Regions from separate parts of the Mus musculus genome. Here region 2 is linked to region 1. The links are chromatin contacts, called in public Hi-C maps. All regions are on one chromosome and are shown on one strand. Each heading gives the region's core, a stretch centred on a gene start, on an enhancer-like site or on the middle of the called end of the contact. The rest is flanking DNA. Distances are from core to core; before and after follow the strand shown. Region 1 holds the start of Mfn2 (mitofusin 2). Region 2 holds the start of Wrap73 (WD repeat containing, antisense to Trp73).

The links. Hi-C and Micro-C count contacts between places; a contact is called where the count stands out from the background.
Region 2: a Hi-C map of CD8 T cells shows a contact between it and region 1, with 10 times the contacts expected there. The contact joins the promoter of Wrap73 here to the promoter of Mfn2 in region 1.

What each region holds. Positions count from the first base shown.
Region 1 is chr4:147,902,311-147,909,862 of GRCm38.p6, forward strand. Mfn2 (mitofusin 2) reads right to left here and starts at 2,599. Exons shown (of 19, transcript NM_133201.3): 1 at 2,348-2,599; 2 at 1,045-1,187. It overlaps Plod1 (procollagen-lysine, 2-oxoglutarate 5-dioxygenase 1), which reads right to left. Exons shown (of 19, transcript NM_011122.3): 19 at 7,443-7,552.
Region 2 is chr4:154,139,528-154,147,079 of GRCm38.p6, forward strand. Wrap73 (WD repeat containing, antisense to Trp73) reads left to right here and starts at 2,845. Exons shown (of 12, transcript NM_021499.2): 1 at 2,845-2,986; 2 at 5,716-5,868; 3 at 6,964-7,080. The coding sequence starts at 2,918. It overlaps Trp73 (transformation related protein 73), which reads right to left and starts at 348. Exons shown (of 14, transcript NM_011642.4): 1 at 296-348.

The DNA.
Region 1 (7,552 bases), core at 1,349-3,848:
CCACAAGTTGTGTGACCTCCACATGTGCACTGTGACACACGCACGCACGCACGCACACACAAAATAAATCTGGAAAAAAAAACAAAAAACAAGAAAACAGAGCTTAAGGCCATCCTCAGTTAACCAGGGAGTTCAAGGCCAGCAGGGGTTTCATGTGACCCTGCCTGTCTCAAAAGAGAGGGAACAAGGACTGAGAAGAGACTTCTAACAGGCTTTAAAATTCTAAGGATCAGCCCAGCAGTGGCGGTGCATGCCTTTAATCCCAGTGCGTGAGAGGCAGAAGCAATCAAATCTCTGAGTTCAACCCAGTGAGTTCCAAGACAGCCAGGGATATAGAGAAACCCTGTCTGAAAAAGCCAAAAAATAAAGAGATAAAATTCTAAGGGTCGCAGTTTAGGGAAGTTGCAGGAACACCATAACAGCATTATAAACTTAAGATCAGAAACAAACACAACCCTGAACAAAGACCCAGTACAGCCCTCGAAGCCCATCAGGAGCTTTGCGTTGACCCAGGCTATTAGTGGAGGAGTATTAGGTGTTTGCACAGCAGTAGCAAAAATCAGTGCAAGGTGCCTGGATCTCAGGTGTGGCTCCCTGAATCCACACCACCTCCTTACCCAGTTTATATGCAGCAACTCCTAGCAGAGAAAACAAAACGGGTCCAGAGATCGTCTGTTGTACAACTGGAACAGAGGAGAAGCTGAGAAATTGAAACGAAAGAGTACAGAGGGTAAAGGGCACAGCAGACTCTTGGAGCCATGATAAGAATCCAACCCCTGCCAAGCAGAGACGGAAAGGAGCCAGCACAGGGACAAACAAACAAGGAGGAGAGGGACAGATCCTGGCCATGCTTTGAACTGTCAACCAGTGAAATCCCCGTGGAAGCAGAAAGGAGATACAGCAGCTCCTTCCGACACAAGTTGGAAGCCACGAGCTCTGTGCTCCAGGATCCACTCCGAGAGACTCGCCAGCCGAGAGCCAGCAGAACACACCCTTTTGCTCTTCATCTAGATCCATGGTGGCCAAACCACAGCTCTCACTTACTTTCTAGCTGGTAAGAGACCTTCACAGGTTGGGCATCGTGGACATGGCTGGAGTCAGAAAGATGAAAAGGACTCGAGGTCTCCTCTGTGCTGATTCAGGTCCAGGTTGGCCCCTGATGGTGTTGACTCCACCTGTCCAAGCTTCTGGAAAGGAAAAAGGCAGAGGTCACTGGGCCACCAGGAAAGAAAATGCAAAATATGTTTAATCAGGTGTTAAAGCCAAACTAACTCATCCCTGAGGGAAGCTTACTCATTGCGGTGTTGAGGAAGCAGGTGAGGAAGTGTGTGTGTGGAGGGGGAGGAGACAATAACAATGACAATGAGACAAACACATTAGCCGTGTGCTAATATATTAAGCCATGTGCTAATGCAAGGCACCAAAGAGGTCCTCGCTAAGACACAGCCAGAGAGAGAAGGGAGCTGAATCAGGCCAAGGCCTGGCCTTCAGGACTGGGGAACTGCCAACTAGAAGTGGAAGGGGAGTGGAGAGGAGAGGAAGAAAAATAGACCTGACAAAGGCCAGAGTATCCCTGCTACTGTAAAGTCTCTCCTTCCATTCTCAAGTCTATGGAGCAAACTTGGTCTCTACAGTACTAGGAAGATGTATAGAGCCAAGCAGCCAAGCTAGACACCAAACTACACTAGCTGTGACTCCAAAGCTCACTTGTGTTTTCCTACCTAAGACAAAAAGGGGACAATCAAGAGTCCTTTTCTGACGAAGGGAGAGATGATTGGCAAAGCTAGAAAACAGGATAGAAAAGTACTACAAGAGATGGAGGCCAGTAGTGTTGCCTTTCTCCTTCCAAACAGCTATCTTTTTCAGTATTCACTGTGGCCTTTCAATGTGTTAGGTGCTAGGGTCAGGGACGGATTAAGAATAGCTCCAACCCTCAGAGTCTTAACGGTGCAATGAAAAGGCATATAAGTAAAAAGACTTCCACCGTAAGTGGGGTACAGTGAACCGGGTGCTGAAAAAAAAAAAATGCTGGCAAAAAAAGAAAAGTACTGGATGAAAACCGGGAATGGGTCAGGGACCTTGAATGGAGATCACAGGGCTGAGACATCAGGGTGTGGGGAGCTGCGAGGAGGAGCCCACCTCCCAGCCTTCAGTCCGGTGGCCCGCCCCCTCCTCAGAGCCGAGCAGGGCTTGACGGCGAGGCCGCAGCAGGGGAAACGCCCGTGTGACCCGAGCCTGAGCCCGAGGCCCAGAGGCCCCAGAGGCCCAGCGTCCTAAGCCGGGTGGCTCAGGACTCTCCCGGCCCGGGCCTGCCGGTTCCACCACCCCGGCGCGCTCGCCCTCTCACCTTCACCTTCCCGGCCTCGCGGCGGCCATCACACCCAACACGTCACTAGCCGGCGCCACACCGAGAGAAGCGGGAGGGGAGGGGGCTGCGCTCGTCACTCGCCCCGCTGCAGCCCGGACGAGCCGATGGCCTCTGAACGCTGTCACCTCAACCTTACCACTCCTATACCACAGTGTCTAGGAACTCCGCGCTCCAAAAGGAGCCCCCGCGTGCCTGGTAACCGTCCCGTGTCTCGTGCAGATGACGTAAGCTGTAGGGTGGGGCTCCCAGCGCGTCATGGGAGTTGTAGTTTGGATCAGCGTCCGTCAGGGTGGGGTAGGGCGGAGCCTCGAGCTGTCAAGCAGGGGTTGGAGGGGTGGGAGAACGGGACGGGGGTTGGGGGAGGGGAGAGGGTGGACGGCGGGGAGGGGAGCGGGCAGGACACGACAAGGGTACCGATTAGAGGTTTGCGTGCGCCTTTTTTGTTGTTGCGCCTTTTTTGTTGTTGCTGCTCCAGAATTTGACCCTGTATAACACCTGTCAGTTTTGAAATCCAGACTCGCATTTCATAATCCGAGTGTCTTCAAAGGGAACAAACAGACCGTTAGGGTGAAGTAATTGTCCTTCAGTTGCCTTTGAGGCAACTAAACAGCAGCCACAACGCATCAGGCAGCTACTAGGTGACAGTCATTGCACTGGCTATCTAACATGCAGTTTTTAATTTTCACTCAGTCCCAGGACATTCAGGACATGATTATCCAACCTCACATGCCATTCACTGGCCCCTCATTTTGTTCCAAGAACTGGGATACTGCATTGGACCCCAAGCTGGGAGGGCTCCAAGCCTGGGCTCTGTAGTAACACCCACCAGCCACTTGTAGCTACTGAGACCCTGAAATGCAGCTGCTACAAACTGAGAAATGCCCCAATGTTTAATATAAAAAGAAATGCAAACTACCTTATTAGTAATTTTATATTGATGTGTTGTTATAGCTTTGGATAAACTGGGCTAAATGAAATACATTATCTTAATTAAATCGCCCCCCCCACCCCGTTTCTTCTTACTTCTAAAAGTAGAGCTAATAGTGGCGGTCACAAAAAAGGCTCAGTAGGTATAAATGGCTGCTACCAAGCCTGACAGCTTGAGTTCCATCTCCAGGAACCCACACGGTGGAAGGAAAGAACCTGCTCATAAAATGTTGTCCTCTAACCTCCGTACAAGAGCCAGGGCACGTGTACATCAACCACACACGATAAATGAATATGGTTGGGGCCTAGAGAGATGGCTTTTACAGAGGACCCAACACCTACATGTTAGCTCACATCGGTAACTACAATTCAGGGGATCCAGTGTCCTCTCTGTCTTCCAGGGGGAACCAGGCACACTTCTGATACACTTCCATACATGCAGGCAGCATCCCATACACATTAAATAAAAACAACAAGCCAAGTATTTAAAAGCAGATAATATGGCTAGCTGAATATTTTAACTGTGTCTGTGGCCCATGCGACCTTGCTTTTGTTTGTTTGGGGGCAGGCTTCCCACTATGTAGCCCAAACCAGCCTTGAATTGATGATCTTTTTACTCTGCCTCCCAAGGGCTAGGACTGTAGTCATCTCACTGACACACCTAGCTGCCATGTTATGCTTTCTACCGATTGGCACTGCCCTATAGCCAGGGTACAGTCATGCCACAAACAGCCTCAGAGGTAAATCAGCACGCCGGTTACGAGTCTCCAGAGAGGTGAGTCATGGGAGCTGGCCTGTAGTCACTGCCCATAGGGCAGCTTCTTGTCTGGAACATCTGACTCTGAACTGGAGAGACACACCCAGCACTTGCCTTGGGGTATAGTGTGCGCTAAGTATCTCCTCCTCCATCATCTCCAGCCTCCCCAGGGAATTCTTTGAGTACAAAACTGAAGACTGTTTCCTTTCCCTTTGGCAGAATCTTACTCAAGCCAGAGGCTTGGAGGAGCTTTCCCAAACTCTCTCCTGTCCATTCTGCCTCTGCTGTAGCCTCCCTGAAAGCTTTGGCCTAGGCTCCCATCCCAACCTGGACAGAAGAGGGAACTTCTGAGCCCATTCCCAGGCTTCTAATCTTACATTCCACTTGGGCTTGCCTAAACCAGAACTCCAAACTGTGAGGCTCTTCCTTTAACCCCTCAATGGCAAGGTTCCTCCAGTACTGCAGACTGCCACTAGAAATGGGTCTAGCGAGTACTGGGGTTCAACTGCAGGGGGCTTTTCTTATGTCAGTTATTCCTGTTTTGATCGACTTTTCCACTGTGTATATGAATTGCACATACCAGAAAATGGTCACTATTAGAAACAACCCTGGACAGGACATGACGGTTCATGTCAGTCATCCCAGTACTCAGGGGTTGAGGCAGGAGGATCACAGGTGAGAGGCCAGCCTGGATTACACAGGAAACTTTGCCACAAATGAACAAAACTCAAGAATCCTCTACAAGGCATACATTGTTTTTAATTTTTATTATTAGTGTGTGCGTGCACACTCGCGAATGATGTATGTAGGGGGTACATGTGTGGAGTCAGTTCTTTCTACCCTTTACATGGCAGTTCTGGGAATCAAACTCAGGGCATCAGGTTTGTTCAGGTGACTGCCGGATGAGCCGACTCACCAGCCTCAATGTACACAATTCCTGAATGACTGGTTGTTTCCAACTGGAGTACTAACTCCTTTCACCTACTTCTATGGTCTGAATGTGTTTGATATCTGTGCTGGTCAGTTTTGGGGTTGTTTGTCTACTTGACACAAGATAGACTCATCTGAATAGGGTAAATCTGTAGAGAAAATACCTCCATAAGATCGGTCTGTAGGCAAGCTTGTGAAGTGTTTTCTTGAATGGTGAATTGATGTGGAAGGACCCAGTTGACTGTAGGCACTACTGTGGTCAGGCAGGTGGCCCTAGGTTGTATAAGAAAGCAGGATGACAAACCAGGCATGGTTGCTCATGCCTTTAATCCAAGCACTCAGGAGGCAGAGGCAGGTGGATCTCTTCTGATTTCAAGGTCACATCCTGGTTTACAGAGTGAGTTCCAAGACAGACAGGGCTGTTACACAAAGAAAACTTGTCTCCAAAAAAATAAGATTAAAAAATGTGTGTGTGCCAGGTGGTGGTGGTGCACGCACTCGGGAGGCAGAGGCAGGCAGATTTCTGAGTTCGAGGCCAGCCTGGTCTACAAAATGAGTTCCAGGACAGCCAGGGCTACACAGAGAAACCCTGTCTCGAAAAACCAAAAAAAAAAAAAAAAGTGTGTGTGTGTGTGTGTGTGTGTGTGTGTGTGTGTGTGTGTGTGTGTGAGAGAGAGAGAGAGAGAGAGAGAGAGAGAGAGAGAGAGAGAGAGAGAGAGAGAGAGAGAAAGATAGAGAGAGCATGATAAGCAAATAATGCAGAGTAAGCCAGTTAGCATCATAGCCTCTGCCTTAGTTCCCGTCCTGATTTCCCTCAGTGTGACTTAAAATTTGTAACTTGAAATAAACCCTTTCCTCTCCAAGTTGCTTTTAGAGAGGGTTTTGTTTTTTTTTTTCCCAAACACTCAGAAACCTAAGACACCATCCATGTTCACTTGTGGAAAGACCCATTAAAGGCAATGACTTCTGGGAAGTAATCAGGACTAGATGAGATCAGGAGAGTGGACCTCCACGGTGGCCTCAGTGGAAGAGAAATCTGAGGTAACGTGCACCCTCTGCCTGGCCATGTGATATTCTCCACCACAGCACCGCTTCCAGAATTCATCAACTTCTATGCTTCCGTTTAATCCATTATTGATTTTTTTTTTTTTTGAAACTTTCCATTCTCCCACCTCTGCCTCCCAAGGCTGGGATTACAGATGTGCACCACCACACCCAGTGATATAAACTTCCAATCCAGGTGCATCCAACCGGTAGCCTGAGTGTCACGTGTCCCAAGATAGCTATGAAATCAGCTCAACACATTTGAAGATGACAGCATCTGGTGGCAACTGTCAAAAGGCTGGATACCCCTGCATCTCTGCAAATTACCCAGACCTGTAGTATTCTGTAACAGTGTAGCAACAGAAAACAGATTAAGAAGCAAGCCTGTAACACTGAGCACTAGGGAGCTACGGTAGGAGGACTGCCTGAGTTCCAGGCCAGTCTAGGAGACACATGAGTTCCAGATCACCATGGGCTACACAGAGACACCAGCTCAACAAACACAGTAAACCCCCACCCCTCCTCTGTAAGAAACTAGACTATGGGACAGCCACTTAGGGAACCAGTCCTTTCCAGTCTGACCTGCCTAACCCACCTCCTCCAGACATCTACATCCTCTGGGCCTCAGGGGTCTTTGCCTACCAGGACTAGACACTGTGTCCCTCCCTCTGCCTCACACTAAGGCCACATGGTCACATGAGGTCACACAGCTTCGGTGGCACCTTTGAGCGGTATCTGCTGACAAGCCTTCTCCAGCACTACTGACATTTTAGGATAAATGGGTTTTTGTCCATAGTGGTTAGGGATTGCTCAGGTCCCCTCTAGTCTCTGTCTACTAGAAGCCAATAGTACCCCTTTCCCCAGTTCCAACACCCCCCCCCCAAAAAAAGCCTCGAACCTGGGGAAAAGTCTCCTGGGAGGCAAAAATCATCTAAATGACAGCAACAGCTTATACTTAGCTGGGCATTCCCTACCGCTCCTACACTGGTTTGTTCTTATGGCCATTGCTGGAGTTTTACATTGGCCACAGAGGCTACAGGGAAGCACATTTGGTTGTGGCTTTTTCTTCTACCTTGTAACCACTGATGACAATAGCTTCAATCGCAGAAACCGTATTCAAACCCTTGTCCCTATCACTTACTTGCCATGTCCCTAAGCCAACAGTTATTTCTCTACCTGAGAAGAAGAAATGGCCCTTACCCAGGAGGGTTATGTGCTGAGGGCCTCACTTGCACCATAGCCAGATTACCTTAAGAGATGGATAGACGGTAGCTCTTAGCAGAGAGTGGTGGTAGCATGCCTGTAATGCCAGCTCTTGGGGTTCAAACAAGGACTCAAACTGAGTTGGAGTTCTGCCCGGGCTACACAGATGTTAGATCTTAATAGCACATGTCCTGAAGTATAACCAGACCGGTGTGCTCAGGGTGCGGTGGGGGCCACCCAAAGTTCTGCTCTTTATTCCATGTTCATGGCTGCAGGAAGGGCTGGCAAAGACTCTAAGAAGCAGTGACAGGTAACGCAGGTCT
Region 2 (7,552 bases), core at 1,595-4,094, 6.2 Mb after region 1:
GATACCCACGCACCTCCCAACTTCCCCTATTACCAGACCCGAGCCCCAGAATCTCCGGGTATGGCGACTCCTTGCCACCTGTAGTGGACAGTGTGGGCAGGAGGCAGGTCCATGGGTTGCCGAGGTGCCAACTGCTTCTACTCCTAGCCTCACTCCGGCCGGCCCCTCCTGCCACTGACGCGGAGTCCCTGGGGCCGTTCACTCGGCTAGCACCCGGGCAGCCGCACACCCGAACTCCAGCCTCGGAGCCTCGTGCGAAATACCTGGCCCTAGCTCGGGTCCCAGAGCTGCCTACCTGCTCCGGGCCGGGCGTCGGCGTCGGCGAGGGCTGGGCTGCAGCGTTGCCTCCTCGCCTGGATGCGGGACGGCGGGTTATAAGGGTGCGGAGCAGGGAGGCGGCGGCGAGGGGACTGCCGCAGGCTTAGCGCCTTTCTTGGCGGACCGGCGGGAAGGCAGCGCGGGCACTCAGCCGTGGCGGGAGGAGGGCCGGCCACCCGGGCCCCTGGCTCCCACGCGCGCCCCGCCTCCCCAGCTGGCTCTGCCCGAGTCGGGGTCTGGGCCCCGCTCCTCCCGCCTCCTTCCCGCCGCCGCTTGGCGCGCGTCGCCCAGCTAGCCCCAGCGGGGTCTCCTCCTCCGCGGGGCCCGCAAGCTGGTAGCCGGAGTCTTGGTCGAAGCGGGACCGGACCGCGACCTTTGGCGGGGCTCAGGGCGCCAGGAAGGGTGCGCAGGCGCCGAGGGGGTGGACACAGGGCGCCCGACGCCCTGTACTCCCTCTGACTCTCTCCTCCGCCTTCTCCCCAGATGCCCATCTACCCCGATCCCCCTCGCTGCCCTTACTGTCCTAAGCCTGCAACCCAGGGGCTCAGGAGTGCCCTCAGCGGGGTGGCTGCGCCTCTTCCAGGGCTCGCCCCGGCCTGAGAAAACCGAGAGGACCGACTGAAACTGAACATTGAAAGCCCCGGAGGAGAACCGTTGTCGTTCGGCCAGCACCAGCGGGGTTCCGTCTCTGAGAACGGCTCGAAGCCCCCCTCGATTTGCCTGGCAGAGACCACAGCCCGCCTGGAAAGAGGGTCGAGCGCAGACCCTCTGGGTTGGACTCTTCAAAGTCCAGCCAGAAGTTGCGCCTCCTGATACCTACACACCCCGGGGGCCACGGCCTGCAGTCCGGGTTTCCTAGCCCAGGGTATCAGAGTCTTTCCTTGGATTGGTGTGCTAGGCGATGCCCAACGGATGCCCACAAACTGTGCACATAGAGCGGCTCGGAGTTAGTCAGGGGACTCTTCTCTGGCTCAAGAAGTCTTCTTCACCACCCGCCATCTCCCCTCTGGGCAAGTGAGCGGTCTCCGGTGCCCTCATCTACCACGCAGACCCGTAGTCTGGCGCACAGAAGGAGTTGGGTCCTTGTGGGACCCCTTAGTGGCACTGCAGAGTGGTCCTTGCCCAAGGTGTTCCCACATGCCCTGGAAGTCGCTTTAGTGCAGCTAGTGGCGTTGCAAGGGAGGTGGGTTGGAGCAGACCGAATCTCTCTCGAACTCGAAAGCCTGACCTGGTGTTAGGCCAATAGCTACGAGGAGTAATTATTTGCGAGCTGCAGATTAGAGACAAAGATGAATACCAAGCAAGAGTTTGGGACTGGTTGGGAACAGAAAATGCCAGGACGCTGGCCGCGCACTCTGCAGATCCTCTCCGAATGGTGCAAGCACCGCCATTCATTCATTCATTCATTCATTCATTCATTCATTCGTGGAAATTAGATGCAGCGGTGCGGAAGAGACTGGGAGCTATGAGCTGGACCGAGCAATACTAGATTCCGGTCTTTCAGAATTCGGAACTTAGCTCCAAAGGCAGTGGCTGAGCCTTAAGTGATCCTCTGAAGCTTTGGGTGCAGACAGGAACATCCAACCTCCCGAATGACACCGGAATGGGGAGCCTTGTGGGGCACAGGACGCGGGGTGCTGCGCGAGGGAGGGAGCAGAGCGCTTTGGGGAGCGATCCTGGTCTGAAGTCCAGTTGGTGCTGTATTCTACGTGCCCACCGAGGCTGCCGTCCCGGGTACCGAGCCACACCTCTGAATCAAGTCCACACTCTAACTAGAACCTCCAAAAAGGTGAGGCGACCCACGAGATCCACATGCCTTCGAATTCGTTCCGCCACAGACCTGAGAAGCACTTGAACGTCACGAGGTCACGCTGCAGGTGGTCGCTCTCAGGAAAACCTCAAAGCAAACCTATATTTATACTTATACGTGGAAAATACTTTGCTTTGTTCTGTTTGAGAAAGGGTCTCACGCAGCCCTGCATAGCCTCCAACTCTATAGGTAGCGAAGGATGCCCTGAACATCTGCGTCTCTGGTTTCAGGTGTAGGATTTTTTTTTTTTTTTTAATGCAAACCATCGTGCGGGGTTTATGCGATGCTGCGGACCAAAACCTGGGTTTCATATATGCTAAGCAATCATTTTGCCAATAGAACCGCACTCTCAGCTCCTGTAACAAAAAATTTGTTATCTACTAAAGAGGTGTATCGAAATACGACTATATACTTACACATAAATACGCATTTACATGTAAATAAATGTATGTTCACAAGTACAGAGGTCTAGTTACAACCTGAATTTCAGATAAGGGAGTCTTTTAGTCTAAGTATGCCCCGGGTAACTTTTGGGAACATATTTATTTTGTGATTTATCTGAAGTCAGAATTCAGCCTTCCGTTTCGGGATTTGCAGGGAGATCCGCTATAGCGCAAAGGCGCTCAGCCCCTTTAAGACTCAAACTCGGACTTCCCGCCCCACAATGCCGCGCGGCCGCTTGAGGCTCCCATTGGCTGCTGCTCGCTTCCGCCCCTGTACTTCCGGCCGCTGCCTGGGGCGGTTGCGGGAGGTACTTCGGAGCCGGGCTGGCCCGGGCTGGCCGTGGCCATGAACTTCTCGGAGTCATTCAAGCTCTCGGGCCTGCTCTGCAGGTTCTCCCCGGACGGCAAGTACCTGGTGAGCTGCGGCGCGCTGGGCGGAACCTAAGTGTGGGCGCGCGACTTGTGCACGGGGCCGGGGCGGGCCGAAGGGGGGCGGGAAGGGGGCCCGAGCCGGGCGGCCGCGGGGACTCAGGCTGGACTTAGGGGGCGGGGTGGGAGGTGGGAGAGGGAGGCAGGCAGAGGGGTTTCAGCCCAGATGAGGGAGAACCAGATGATTAGAGAGAACGAACCTGAAGCCGAAGAGGGATCCAGGCCAGCCAGGCTGGGGGATCCTGGCAGGTGACCAGGGTGGAGAAAGAGGACGTGGAGCAGAGTGGGGATGGAGTTGGGGTTGCTATTCTGGCAGGTGGTCAGGGTTAGGAAGGAGGTCTTGGAGCAGGTGGCCAGGGCTGGGTGGGTGCCAGGCTCCCGGCTCCAGTTTCCCTTCATCAAAGTTGGATAAGATGACTCTGCTTTCACACATTTGAGGGCACAGGGGATGGCAGCTCATTGCTATTTTGTATGTTTTCTGTGAGCGAGCTGGTTAAACGGGGCCCTCCTTTGTGAAACTCGTCATAAGCAAATGGTTTAAATAACTAGCTTTCATTGCCAGGGTTGGATGTTAGCTGTCTATTCTTTGGGTGGCAGAATAGTGTTCAGATGGGTGTTTCAAGGTACGCCAACATGACCATTGTGCATTTGTAGAAGGCTGACGTTAGGAAGCCATCAGGGAAAACTCAAGTCTTATTTTAAAAAACTGTGGTTCCGTGCCAGTCGGGTAGCTTGGCTAGTAACGGTACCTGCCACCAAACCTGATGACCTGAGTCCCAGCTCTAGGACCCACTTAATGGAAGGAGAGAACTGTCTCCTGCATGTTGTCCTCTGGCCTCCACATAAGCCGTAACTAGTGCCTGACCCTTCTCACATACAAATGCAATCCTAATTTTTAACAAGTTTTCTTTGATTAATCTATCATTCTCTTTTTAACTGACTGATACCATTGATTGATTGATTGACTGATTGACAGGGTTTCTCTGTAGCTCTGACCAGGTTGGCCTTGAACTCAAAGATCTGCCCCTTGTCTCCTGAGTGCTGGGATTAACGGAGCATGCCACCATGCCTGGCTGTCTTGATTCTCAGTTCACACCCCTGCTGTGTTTGTCCAGGCTTTTGAGACATCCTTTACCCTCCTTATACACATCATCCTAACAATGTAGGAAGTGTCAGGGTAGGACCTGCTTAGCAGGGAAAGGTACTGCCATGCAAGCCCGAGGACTTGAGCTCCGGCTCGGGAACCCACGTAAAGGTGGGAGGAGACCATCAGCCTCGCACACATTGATACATTTTACCTTTTTCCAAGTGCCTCCAGAGACTAAGGTTGCTTTACGGTTCTGAAAGTCTCAGTGAACAGCAAAGAAGTTGCATTTGGGTTAGCTGATATTTGTGCTTGCCGCTCATCAAAATATCGTGGAGCTCTTAATAATTGTTTCTTTCAAGTTTTGTCCTAAATCCTGAGCAGAGCGAGTCCATGTTTCCAGTGTTGGTGTCTTAAGTGATTCCTAAGGAATCCATTGTAACAGGTTACTGCTCACCAAACTCTAATGTGAGAACACAAGCCCTTTGATAGGTCCTCCTTCTGATCTGCACTTGCCCTCTTGCTCTCTTTCCACAGAAGACAAATGTGGCTTCATTAAAAAAAAAAGAGTCTGTGTGTGTGTGTGTGTGTGTGTGAGTGAGAGAGAGAGAGAGACAGAGACAGAGACAGAGAGACAGAGATAGAAACAGAGAGATGCTACAACACACGTGTAGAGGGCAGAGGACAACCCCCAGTGTTATTCCTTACCTTCCACCTTGTTTGAGACAAGGTCTCTTGCTCTTCACTGCATAAAGCAGGCTAGCTGGCCCACATGTACCTGCCTCAGCCTCCCCTCTGCCTCCCCTCTGCCTCCTCATAGAAACTAGGATTTTAAACAGTTTTTAGGATTAACACAGTTTTATGTGGCTTCTGTGCATCCAAACCTGTTTCTGAGGCAAGTGCAAGTTTTTGGCTTTTAGACAATGGCATAATATGCAAAGCTGGCCTCAGACTCAGAAAGTAGTTGAGCACCTCCCTAGTACAGTGATTACAAGTGTGCACCATCACTCCCAAGTAGTAAAAAAATACACACACACACACACACACACACACACACACAGGCTTTTTGAGACAGTTTCTCTGTGTAGCCCCAGCTGTCCTGGAACTCACTCAGTAGAGGGAGGCTGGCCTCAAACTCAGGGATCTGCCCACCTCTGACTTCTGAGTGCTGGGATTAAAGGAGTGCACCACCCCCATCTTTAAATTTACTTGTACAGATGGCTCAGCGGGTAAGAGCACTGACTGCTCACCCAAAGGTCCTGAGTTCAAATCCCCGCAACCACTTGGTGGCTCACAACCACCCGTAATGAGATCTGATGCCCTCTTCTGGTGCATCTGAAGACAGCTACAGTGTACTTACTATATAATAATAAATAAATCTTTAAAAAAATTTACTTGTACAAATTTGTGGGTTAGAGTATGATAATTTGGTTAATATATACTGTGTGGAACTTTTAAACTTTTGAATGCTCCACCTTTTATCTTTTTCTAACTCATTTTGCAATGAGACCCATAAGTTTTGGTCCACATGAAGCTAAGTGTGTCGAACAGGAGGGGAGGAGCTGGCCATTGAGGCAAGGCTCCCTGCTGTAGAAGAGATGCTATCCCGTGCTGTCTGCCTCACTTTTTAGGCTTCCTGTGTCCAGTACCGATTAGTGATCCGGGATGTGACGACCCTTCAGATCCTTCAGTTGTACACATGCCTGGACCAGATCCAGCACATAGAGTGGTCTGCAGACTCCCTCTTCATCCTGTGTGCCATGTACAGGCGGGGGCTTGTGCAGGTTTGTACCACCATGTATTAGTAGAGTGTATAGATGGGTGCTACATGTCTGTGGGCCTTGAACAGGCATGTGCCACTTACATATATGATGTGTGTAGGCAGGCACATGCCACATATACATAAGACTCACATAAGTGTGTCTCATGTGTAACTAACTGGTCTGGCGCTGTTTCTGTAGCAGAGTTAGAATTAGGAAACGTTTCCAGGAGTGTGACTAGGAAGGAGTCCAGGTGTTTGCACCCTTCTTTCAGGTTTAGGGGGAAATGCAATGAGACTCAAGGTTGCCTTCTTTTCTTATGTGTAATTTATTTATTTTATGTGCATTGGTGTTTTATCTGTATGCATTTCTGTGTGATGGTGTCAGGTCTCAGAGTTACCGATAGCTGTGAGCTGCAGTACGGGGGCTGGGAATTGAACGGGGTCATCAGGAAGAGCAGTCAGTGCTCTCGGCTGCTGAGGCATCTCTCCAGCCCCCAGATATGCTTTCTTTTAAAATGTAATGCTCTCTAATAGTTTAATCCAAACACTTTTGATGTGGAAAAACAAACAAACACCACCAAAACAGTAAATTGTTCTCAGTCTTTGAGCATGATTTTTCTTTTTTTTTTTTTTTTAAAGATTTATTTATTGGTTATATGTAAGTACACTGTAGCTGTCTTCAGACACTCCAGAAGAGGGCGTCAGATCTCGTTACAGATGGTTGTGAGCCACCATGTGGTTGCTGGGATTTGAACTCCGGACCTTCAGAAGAACAGTTGGGTGCTCTTACCCACTGAGCCATCTCACCAGCCCCGAGCATGATTTTTCTGAGCGGGAGGTATTTGCAATGGCAGTGGAACAACTTGGACAGGGTTCTAGGAAGTTCTAGAAGGTTCTAGAAGGCCGTGTTCCAGTATTCACTAAGCCTAACTAATGAGGTCACAGGGATGGGCACATGAGCAGACCCTTCAAAGGTGCACTGCAGTGAAGTCACCAGGAAGTGTGGCTTGTAGCCACTGGGCCATCTGAGGTAGCATGGTGTATATCCTCTCCCTCAGAGAGGCCTCCTGCGTGGTACAGCTATTTGCACTCCTCTGTGTTTCTTTTATGAATCAAGGTCTGGTCACTCGAGCAGCCAGAATGGCACTGCAAGATCGACGAGGGCTCTGCGGGGCTGGTCGCTTCCTGCTGGAGTCCAGATGGCCGCCACATCCTGAACACAACCGAATTTCATGTAAGCTGGCCAAACGTAGCCCACTCTGTTCTTCGCCTAAAATAGCCTGGGAATGTGAAAGTCTGGTTCTGGAGCAGTATTCAGGCCAGAGTTCATAAACAGTATAATTTTTAAACTCTATTTTAAAGAAAAATAGGACATTAAAAGGAGTTGGCAAGATGGCTCAGTGGGTATGGCTCTTGCTACCAAGCCTTGCCACATGGTGGAGGGTAAGAACGACAGATGCCCCAAAGTTAGAGTAACAAGGGAAAATGTATGTCTTCTGTAATGGGCTGTTACAGGCTGCAGTGCTCATGCTGACATCTTAAAGGGACAGGTGCTCATGTTGACATCTTAAAGGGACAGGTGCTCATGTTGACATCTTAAAGGGACAGGTGCTCATGTTGACATCTTAAAGGGACATTTGGCCTGGGCTTTTGGCTGCATATTTGAGTGTTTTCTAGACCACTTTGGCCAGCAATCTTCATGCTTA